Regions from separate parts of the Mus musculus genome. Here region 1 is linked to region 2. The links are chromatin contacts, called in public HiChIP or PLAC-seq maps. All regions are on one chromosome and are shown on one strand. The core of a region is the stretch at or near the end of the contact, and the rest is flanking DNA. Distances in the headings are between cores, read along the strand shown.

Region 1 (4,425 bases), core at 38-2,537, 74 kb before region 2:
GCAAGGTGCATCCTCTGAAAAAAGTGAAGAACTAAGGATTGGTGGTCACAGCAGCACAAGATGTTGTGGGCAAGGATGTTGAGGTCTGAATAAGATGTCTGCATGTCAAGAAAGTCTGCAATAAACCATGGCATGGAAGCTAGATGCTCCTTGGCTTTAAAGTGCTATAGATCCCTTTCATTTTCCCTCAGTCCCAGAGAGCCTTCCAGATACCAGGGTATAGGAGAAAAACTGACAGAATTGTTTACTGCCACATTCTGTAAAGATAAGACCAAACTTATAAAGGAACTGATAGAAGGACAAAGGCAGACACATAGCTGGGATTTTTGTTTTCTTTTTTCTTTTTTTTTTTTTTGCCTCTAAAAACATACTACTATGGACATGTATGTCACATTCCAAATAATTATGGGAATGAGAAACCAAGTTCAATTTAATGCAGTAATAAGGAAGTGTAGTTTCAAAGGGAAGAAGCAGAGACAAGATAGGCTTGGCTGTATTAACTGAAGCAGAATGCCTAGGTCAATGTAGCTACAGGAATGTTGACATCCACACTAGTGAGGCAGGTTGCACAGTACACAAATGGCTTTGAATTGCAGAATTTGGAAGAACACTGGCACTGTGTATACATACAATAAAGTTTCTTCATATTGCTACTATCTGAAGAACATTTAAATTTTGGTTTATAAAACAATAAAAATATCAAGATATCAGCAGGTGATATGGCCTATAAAATGATTGTCACATAAAAGAAAAATTTCCTATTTTTGTTTGCTTCAGAGCACATGAAAAATGATTGGGGGAGGGGTATTTCGATCAGTGATAGAAAAACAATGTAGCAGCCTGCTTTACAAAGAGGTAAGCTCCTATCCTGGGACCTATGTGGTATCTGGATGCTGATCTCTAGGGAACCTGGAAAAGTTGCCTTTGGGATGGAGTTAATTTATTGTTTGGACCACACATGTCCTTCATTCTTGAAAGCTTGTTTCCCAGCCTTTTGAGACATGGTGAACGGTCAGGAGATGGTAGGAATAATGGAAGTATTTTATATAAGTAACATATTTAAGTAAGTAATTTATGAGGGTGTGCCCTTGGAAAGAATGTCAGCACCTCCATCTCTCTTCCTATTCCCCCCCCCCACTCCTCTTCCTCTCTCTTCTCTATTATGATGGGAGAAAATCTGCATGCTTCCTGCCATGATGTATTGCCAACCAGAGGCCTAAAGTACCAGAGCATGCTGACTATGGCCCCACACCTCTCAAACTGTAAGCCACAAAAAGCATCTTCTCCTTGGATGGTATTTCTAGGAAAAGGGTGTTGTCATAGTGATGGAAAGATGACTAACACTATTTGGAGGGCTCAAGGATGTCTCTTAGAATTGACAGTACATCTATTCTCTCTCCAATCCATTGGCTCAGGAAAACAAAGCAGAGAGTACTTACAGATCTTTGAGAGACATGTGTTAGGATGGGGAAAAAAAAGCATGTATAGAAATAAAAACATCAACAGTGGGTTGATTGACATTCTGTATCCTTCCTGGGTACATGTGTCATTTTTAAAAACATGAATTTATATAGTCCCTTCATCAAGACACAGGACCCTGCCTGCCTCTAAAGTTCAAAGTAGACATGTAACTTTCTTTAGCCAATGTATGGTCATACACAGAACAATGGGGCTTTGACTTCAAGTGACAATTTTTTCTTCTTTCTTGGAAACATATCACTGCTATGAAAACAAGCCTAGACTGGCTATCAAAAGAATGAGATCAAGTAAAGCTGAGCCCAGTTCATTCACCCAAGGACATCTTAGGTCAGCCAGTTGTCACGTGGCCCTAAAACATGTGAGTACAAATAAGATTGACAGTGCTGTCTAGCCAACCTAGGATTGCTTATATATACATTCGTGAGCTAAGCTGGGCTCAGCAAAACTACTGAAGTGCTCTGTGAGCATTTGAGAAATAGCAGTCCACTGTTTTAAATATAGAGTTTTGGTGCCTTTGCTATCCAGTTGTTGCTCCCCACTGGAGCCAGGGAAGCTGCCTCTCAGAGTGATGTGAGGGCCAGCTAGCCTATTTACCCTCTTTTAGCTTGGATTACTTGATTCATGAAATCTGAGTGTACTGCTGTGATGACATGCTAACTGTGTGGGACACTAGAGATTTTTTTACCTGTAATATTTTGACAACAAACATGGGACCGATTATATTTCTAGGGATAAGTAAATGCAATTATTTAAATGAACAGAGCACATAATTAGCACTTAACAAATCTTGTCTGTTTTTACTCTTTTTATGTGTGAGATGGAAGAAAAGAACCTAAGGGGACATAAAGACACTTCATGAGAATAAATTCCACATGACATGCTTTCGTTCACACATCAAAGGACGAAATAGTTATTTTCTTTATCTTTCTTGAGTGATGTGTTTATTTTGAGAGAAATCACTTCCTTTACACTTCTGTGTACTGGGCATGCGTCCAAACCGACACAAAGAACTTCAGATGACGGCACCCTCTCACCTACTTCTTCAGGGCAGCCATGTGTTGCTTTGCTTTATTGGGCTCCCTTGTGAAGGCTCCTTTTCTGCCTGGGTGGATGGTAAGTGTTGACATTTACTCAGGTCCAAGGAGATAATACGCTTTTGTGACCTTGAGTCCTTCCCCAGCAGCGGAAGAACAGAACCAGAGAATTTCATTTTATATGATTGTATTACTTCAAAAGTGAAGGTGAACAGTCACACATTTTATGGCTAGAAAAATACCACTGAATGTAGTTCTATAGAGAACTCTATTTTGTCGCTATATATTTCACAATCTCAAGTAAGGGCTTAAAATTCCCCTTTATTCACAGGGTAGGTTGTTTCCAAATGAAACATGATGATTTGACGTAGCAATCAAAAAACCTTGCAGGTTACCCATGGATTCTTCAATATAGTCATTTTATTCCTGGATCGCCTCCGAAATTGTTCTTGCATTTTTAATTAAGTGCTTCTAAAGATAGTGCAGCCGATTTCCCTTCCCTTCCTTATTCCTTCCTTCCTTCCTTCCTTCCTTCCTTCCTTCCTTCCTTCCTTCCTGCCTGCCTGCCTGCCTGCCTGCCTGCCTTCCTGCCTTCCTGCCTTCCTGCCTTCCTGCCTTCCTGCCTTCCTTCCTTTTCTTCTCCTCCCTCCTTTTTCCATCCCTTCTGTCTGTTTCTGACTTAAAATTAAAATTTTAAGCCTTTCTAGTATATAAGATAGATACCTGGAGAATGGTCACAGAGAATGGCAGGAAATCAATACAGGGTATATTTTTAAGCCAAATTATTGATTCAAGTAACTGGAGCCCAACTCTGCTAAAAACCAAAGTTCTTGGTGTATACACCTCAGAGTTATCAAACTTGGGGTGTGTGTGAAGGAATTGAGATATGTATTCATCAACATATAGAATCCAGCTTAAATCTACTAACTGAGAAGAGTTAGTTCCTACACTAGAATTAGGTAGGACTTGCTCACCTGCATCATATGGGCAAACACATCCCAACATTTTAGGAAAGGACTATAGTGCTAGGGGTTAGGCTTGCATCTCAGGTATAATAACAGCTCAGGGGTATGTGTAGGGCTCCAAAAAAAAAAAAACTGTACTGCATGATATGAGAATCTATTATTCACTGAAAAGGATCATCCACTACTTTGCCCTTCTGAAATCCCTCTAATTTTATTTAATCTCTTGAGGGAACTGGGATCTGGCAGAGCTACTCTTTCTTCTCTCTCTCTCTCTCTCTCTCTCTCTCTCTCTCTCTCTCTCTCTCACACACACACACACACACACACACACTCTCTCTCTCTCTCTCTTTCTATATATGTGTGTGTGTGTGTGTGTGTGTGTGTGTCTGTGTAGTTTGGAAGAAACTGGTTTTATTTGTGTGTAGCTTGGAATGAACACACTACACAGTCCTGGTCAATACTACAAAACATCTTGTAGTGACTGGCTTGGAGGTGGGTGTATGATCAAAGTCAGTTTTTATTTAGTTGCATTCCTGTTTGTTTGTTTTTTAAAAGTGATTAGGAAAGAGCAAATGTCCTCTCAGTTGAGATTGCTAAACTGAACTTTGTAAGCCCAGGCATTTTTGTTAGTGTCTTGCCATCTCTTTCAGACCCTCAGATTGAAGCCAGGAGAGGAAAACTTTCCACCCAATTTGAGATTCTGCCTCCAGCTTTCCTTGGACTTTCAACTTTGATGAGCTTGAACTTGCACTGTAAAAGGCACTGAGTTTAAGTCTCTATCTAACTATTTTGCAATATCCTCTAATCTTATCTAAGCCTACTCAGTACGGATATGTAGATCAAAATGTATCTCCTTCCAAATGCCATCCCATTAGCGGTATAGAAAGTTGTGTAATACAGGCTACATATATTAATGTGGTGAATGAAATCAACAAACTTAATCTCTC
Region 2 (4,108 bases), core at 935-3,434:
CCTCCTTCACTGAATCAACTCTTAGACTACTCAAAACTGGAGTGTTAACCTCTTTTTTTCCAAGATGACTGCCCTAGGTAGCAAATAACCTTGTCTCATATTTGCAGAGTTTTTTCACTGTACCATTTAAAACCTCTCCCCGGTGGCCAGTGTGTGACCCAATCCTGAATTCATTCATTCTTCTAGTAATTCTGTAATTTAAAATGTTTGAATACCTTACACTATCTTTTATAAATTAGATTCCAGTTTTCAGAAGGAACACAATGTTGAAGAACACTTGTTTATAAATCTATAGATTTCTAAGAGTTGATAATCTTTTACTCACAAGTATCAAATATTTCTTAAGTAAATTTTCTGTCAAATGCAAGGATGTATGGGGGAAAATTAAAGAAAAATAATTGGAAAAAGAATAGTGTGGTGCTAAACCATTTGATAACATGATCAGGGATGTCTGGCATTTGAGCCAAGGCCTAAATGATACAATAAAGAAATATGTGGGCATCTGGAAAAAGAGCATTCTAAGAACGAATCACAATGATGAAGACCTTAAGGTCAGAGTGTCTTTGACTGTTTAAGAAGCCAAAAGGAAGGCAAATTACTGGAATGAAAAGAAAAGGTGAGTTCAGATAGGTTCACACTGCCTAGCTTATAGGGACCAGAATTCAGGAAACAAAAGTTATGAGGGAGAAGCAATGTTGAGTAGTTCTCTATGATGCTTTTCCAAGTAAGAAGATATATTTGGCTAGGCTGCTGGCAGTAATATCTAAATAACTTTAAAAGTCCCACAGTCTGTACATACTAAAAGTTCCATCCCTTTAAATTCCTAATATCTTTTAAAATTCAGAGTCTTTTAAAAATTCAAAGTATCTTAACGGTGGGCTACACTAAAATACTTTCTTCCTTCGAGAGGGAAAAGCATCAGGGCACAGTCACAATCAAAAGCAAAATCAAACTCCAACTGTGCAATGTCTGGGATCCACTCACGATCTTCTGGATTCCTCCAAGGGCTTGGATCACTTCTTCAGCTCTGCCCTTTGTAGCACACACCTTGTCTCCTAGGCTTCCAATGCCTGTATTCCACTGTTGCTGCTGTTTTTGGTGGTCATCTCATGGCACTAGCATCTCCAAAACACTGTTGTCTTCTGCTGCAACTAGGCTTTACTAATAGCCTCTCATAGGCTCTCTTCATGGTGCCAAGCCTCAACTCCTTTGCATGACTCCTTCAGTCCTGGGCCATCAATTGCAACTGAGGCTGCACCTTCACCAATAGCCTTCCTTGGCCTCTCATAGTACCAAGCCTCAGCTGTTCTTCATGACCCCTTCATGCCTTCAAAACCAGTACCACCTGGGTGACTCTTACACATTACCAAGTCCAGCCACAGCACAAGGTACAACTTTGGCTATCTCTGTAACATAGCCTCTGTGCTCTCAGAAAACACTTCCCAGAAGATTTCACCTCAATTATTAAGTTATTCAAAAGATCAAAAAGTCAAAAATGCTTAGAAGGTCAAGAAAAATTGGTTACAGTTATTAGGTCACTTCATGAGTTTCAGTATGAAGCATGAGTAGGTCTTTTGTAGAACACGAAAAGAATGAGTAGAACTCTCATTTACTGCCATAGGTCACTATATAGTCAAATACTGTCATTCATTTGATGTACATACATGAACACACACAAACACACATAGGTCCTATCATCCCTCAAACCTCTGCTGGTCTCCCCCATTCATAATTTTATGCTTTGTGATTCACCATGCTCTCTCTTATCATAGGGACATTGAAAATTCTTCTTCTTAACTATTTGGATTTTCAATAAAACTAATAGAACCAGGGTGTTATGTAATGAAAAGAGTGGAGCAGATTCACAGCTTGTAAAGCTCTGTTTTGGATGGAGCATGGATTGGGAAATGACAAGAATTAATGGAGGAAAACCACCTTAGACATGTCTGCAGATATCAAGAGTGAGAAAGTGGTGGCTCAGACCACAGTGGCATGAAAATGGAACAAATTTGATGTTGCAAGAGCATTTTGGAAGCAATGCATTCTCAAGATCAAAGAAATAACCTACTTGGTTACAGTTATTAGGCCCCAAAAGAACTCCATTATGGCCTACAGGAGAACAAGAAGTGGCAAATTGCTTGTAAAGAAGCCTGTACAGGAGGAAGTTACCTGTGGTCTTTAGGGTGGGGCCCTCAGAAGATGATGAACTATTTCCAGGAAGAGATGATACATCTCTTTGATGTCTCGGTAGTGGTTTTAAACTTCTTCATGAAGTTCACAATCTTCTATCTAAGCATTCCTTCCCATAGCCTTCCTTCTAGAAAAATCAATTAATAGTCTTTACTTCAACCCTATTTATGGGCCCTTTAGACTTCTAAAGTGTGAAAAGAAGGTCAGTTTTTCTAATGTTCAAGAGCACTGCCTTAAGTTAGACTGATTGAACTGTGGATCTGTATTTAGTAATTAAGTGCCTATCGCTACATTTCTTGGAATCCCAGTTTTCATACCTGTGAAAGTTGTGCTTGCCACAAGGTCTTTTATTAGAATTTTGAAGACAACATTGGTGAACTTGTAGTTTCTGGTTATATGTATGCAACTTAGAGGTTACCACTTCAACCCACCTACACAAGATATGAACAAAATAATATTGTCACACATTTTTAAATCCACATGATAAAGCCGTAATGTGGTTATGGCTTCTCACATTGGAGACAACTGGTAGAAAGGCACAAATGGCAGAAACAGAGACCTTTGAGCTTCAGCACCCATGGAAACTGGTGCCAGCATAGAAGAAGCTGAATTTAGAATTGATGAAGTGACAGAAGCTGGGCTGTAGACGTGTTTGAGAGAAAGACCTTAGAAGATGAAGTAAAAGTAAGATGTGTACTTTGTGAGTTCTGTGTCCTGTAGCTGTAACAAGGTCTGATAGGGAAGGTCCGAGGGAGCTTTCGCTTTGCATTTGGTGAGAGAAGAAAAAAGAGTCCCTTTAATTACAGAACTTCTGAAAAAGGTCTGTCATTCTGACTGGTGAGAGGTGGAATCTCAGACTTGTTTTTATTTGCATCTCCCTGATGACTAAGGATGTTGAACATTTTTTCAGGTGCCTCTCAGCCATTCAGTATTCCTCAGTTGAGAATTCTTTGTTTATCTCTGTACCCCATTTTTAATAGTGTTTTCTGGATTTCTGAAGTCTAACTTCTTGAATTCTTTGTATATATTGGATATTAGTCCTCTATCAGATTTAGGATTGATAAAAATCTTTTTGCAATCTGTTGGTGGCCTTTTTGTCTTATTGACAGTGTTCTTTGCCTTACAGAAACTTTGCAATTTTATAAGGTCCCATTTGTTAATTCTTGATCTTACAGTACAAGGCATTGATTTTCTGTTAAGGAAGTTTTCCCCTGTGCCCATATGTTCCAGGCTCTTCCCCACTTTCTCCTCTATAAGTTTCAGTGTTTCAGGTTTTATGTGGAGTACCTTAATCCACTTAGAGTTGAACTTTGTACAAGGAGATAAGAATGGATCAATTCCCATTCTTCTATATGCTAACCATAAGTTGAGCAAGCACCATTTATTGAAAATGCTGTCTTTTTTTCCCCACTGGATGGTTTTAGCTCCTTTGTCAAAGATCAAGTGACAACAAGTGTGTGGGTTCAAAAACTCAGGTGACAGCAGATGCTAGCAAGGATGTGGAGGAAGAGAAATATTCCTCCATTGCTGGTGGGATTGCAAGCTGGTACAACCACTCTGGAAATCAGTGTGGCAGTTCCTCGAAAAATTGGACATAGTACTACCAGAGGATCCAGCAATACCTTTCCTGGGCATATATCCAGAAGATTCTCCAGGATGTAATAAGGACACATGCTCCACTATGTTCATAGCAGCCTTATTTATTATACCCAAAAGCTGGAAAGAACCCATATGTCCCACAACAGAGGAATGGATATAGAAAATGGGGTACATTTACACAATGGAGTACTGTGCAGCTATTAAAAAATGAATTTATGAAATTTTTAGACAAATGGATGGATCTGGAGGATGTCATCCTGAGTGAGGTAACCCAATGACAAAAGAACACACCTGATATGCACTCACTGATAAGTGGATA

Evidence for each region. HiChIP or PLAC-seq counts read pairs in DNA pulled down with a chosen protein or histone mark.
Region 1: a BATF HiChIP or PLAC-seq map of CD8 T cells shows a contact between it and region 2, with 9 read pairs. The contact joins two enhancer-like sites. A contact is called at or near these places in 1 of 15 datasets of contacts at CTCF or cohesin (CD8 T cells), 3 of 484 Hi-C or Micro-C datasets (CD4 T cells, CD8 T cells and nephron progenitors) and 2 of 115 datasets of contacts at active chromatin or transcription factors (CD8 T cells and memory CD8 T cells).

The regions. Positions count from the first base shown.
Region 1 is chr15:61,480,128-61,484,552 of GRCm38.p6, reverse strand. No RefSeq gene overlaps it. Among named protein-coding and RNA genes, the nearest start is that of Gm24696, 120 kb to the right of the region's middle. Within about 2 kb of position 1,287, at least 19 of the 459 cell types and tissues checked have an H3K27ac peak or open chromatin away from gene starts, as enhancers often do. A contact at or near this core is called in CD8 T cells and memory CD8 T cells, where this site is marked.
Region 2 is chr15:61,406,902-61,411,009 of GRCm38.p6, reverse strand. No RefSeq gene overlaps it. Among named protein-coding and RNA genes, the nearest start is that of Gm24696, 51 kb to the right of the region's middle. Within about 2 kb of position 2,184, at least 15 of the 459 cell types and tissues checked have an H3K27ac peak or open chromatin away from gene starts, as enhancers often do. A contact at or near this core is called in CD8 T cells and memory CD8 T cells, where this site is marked.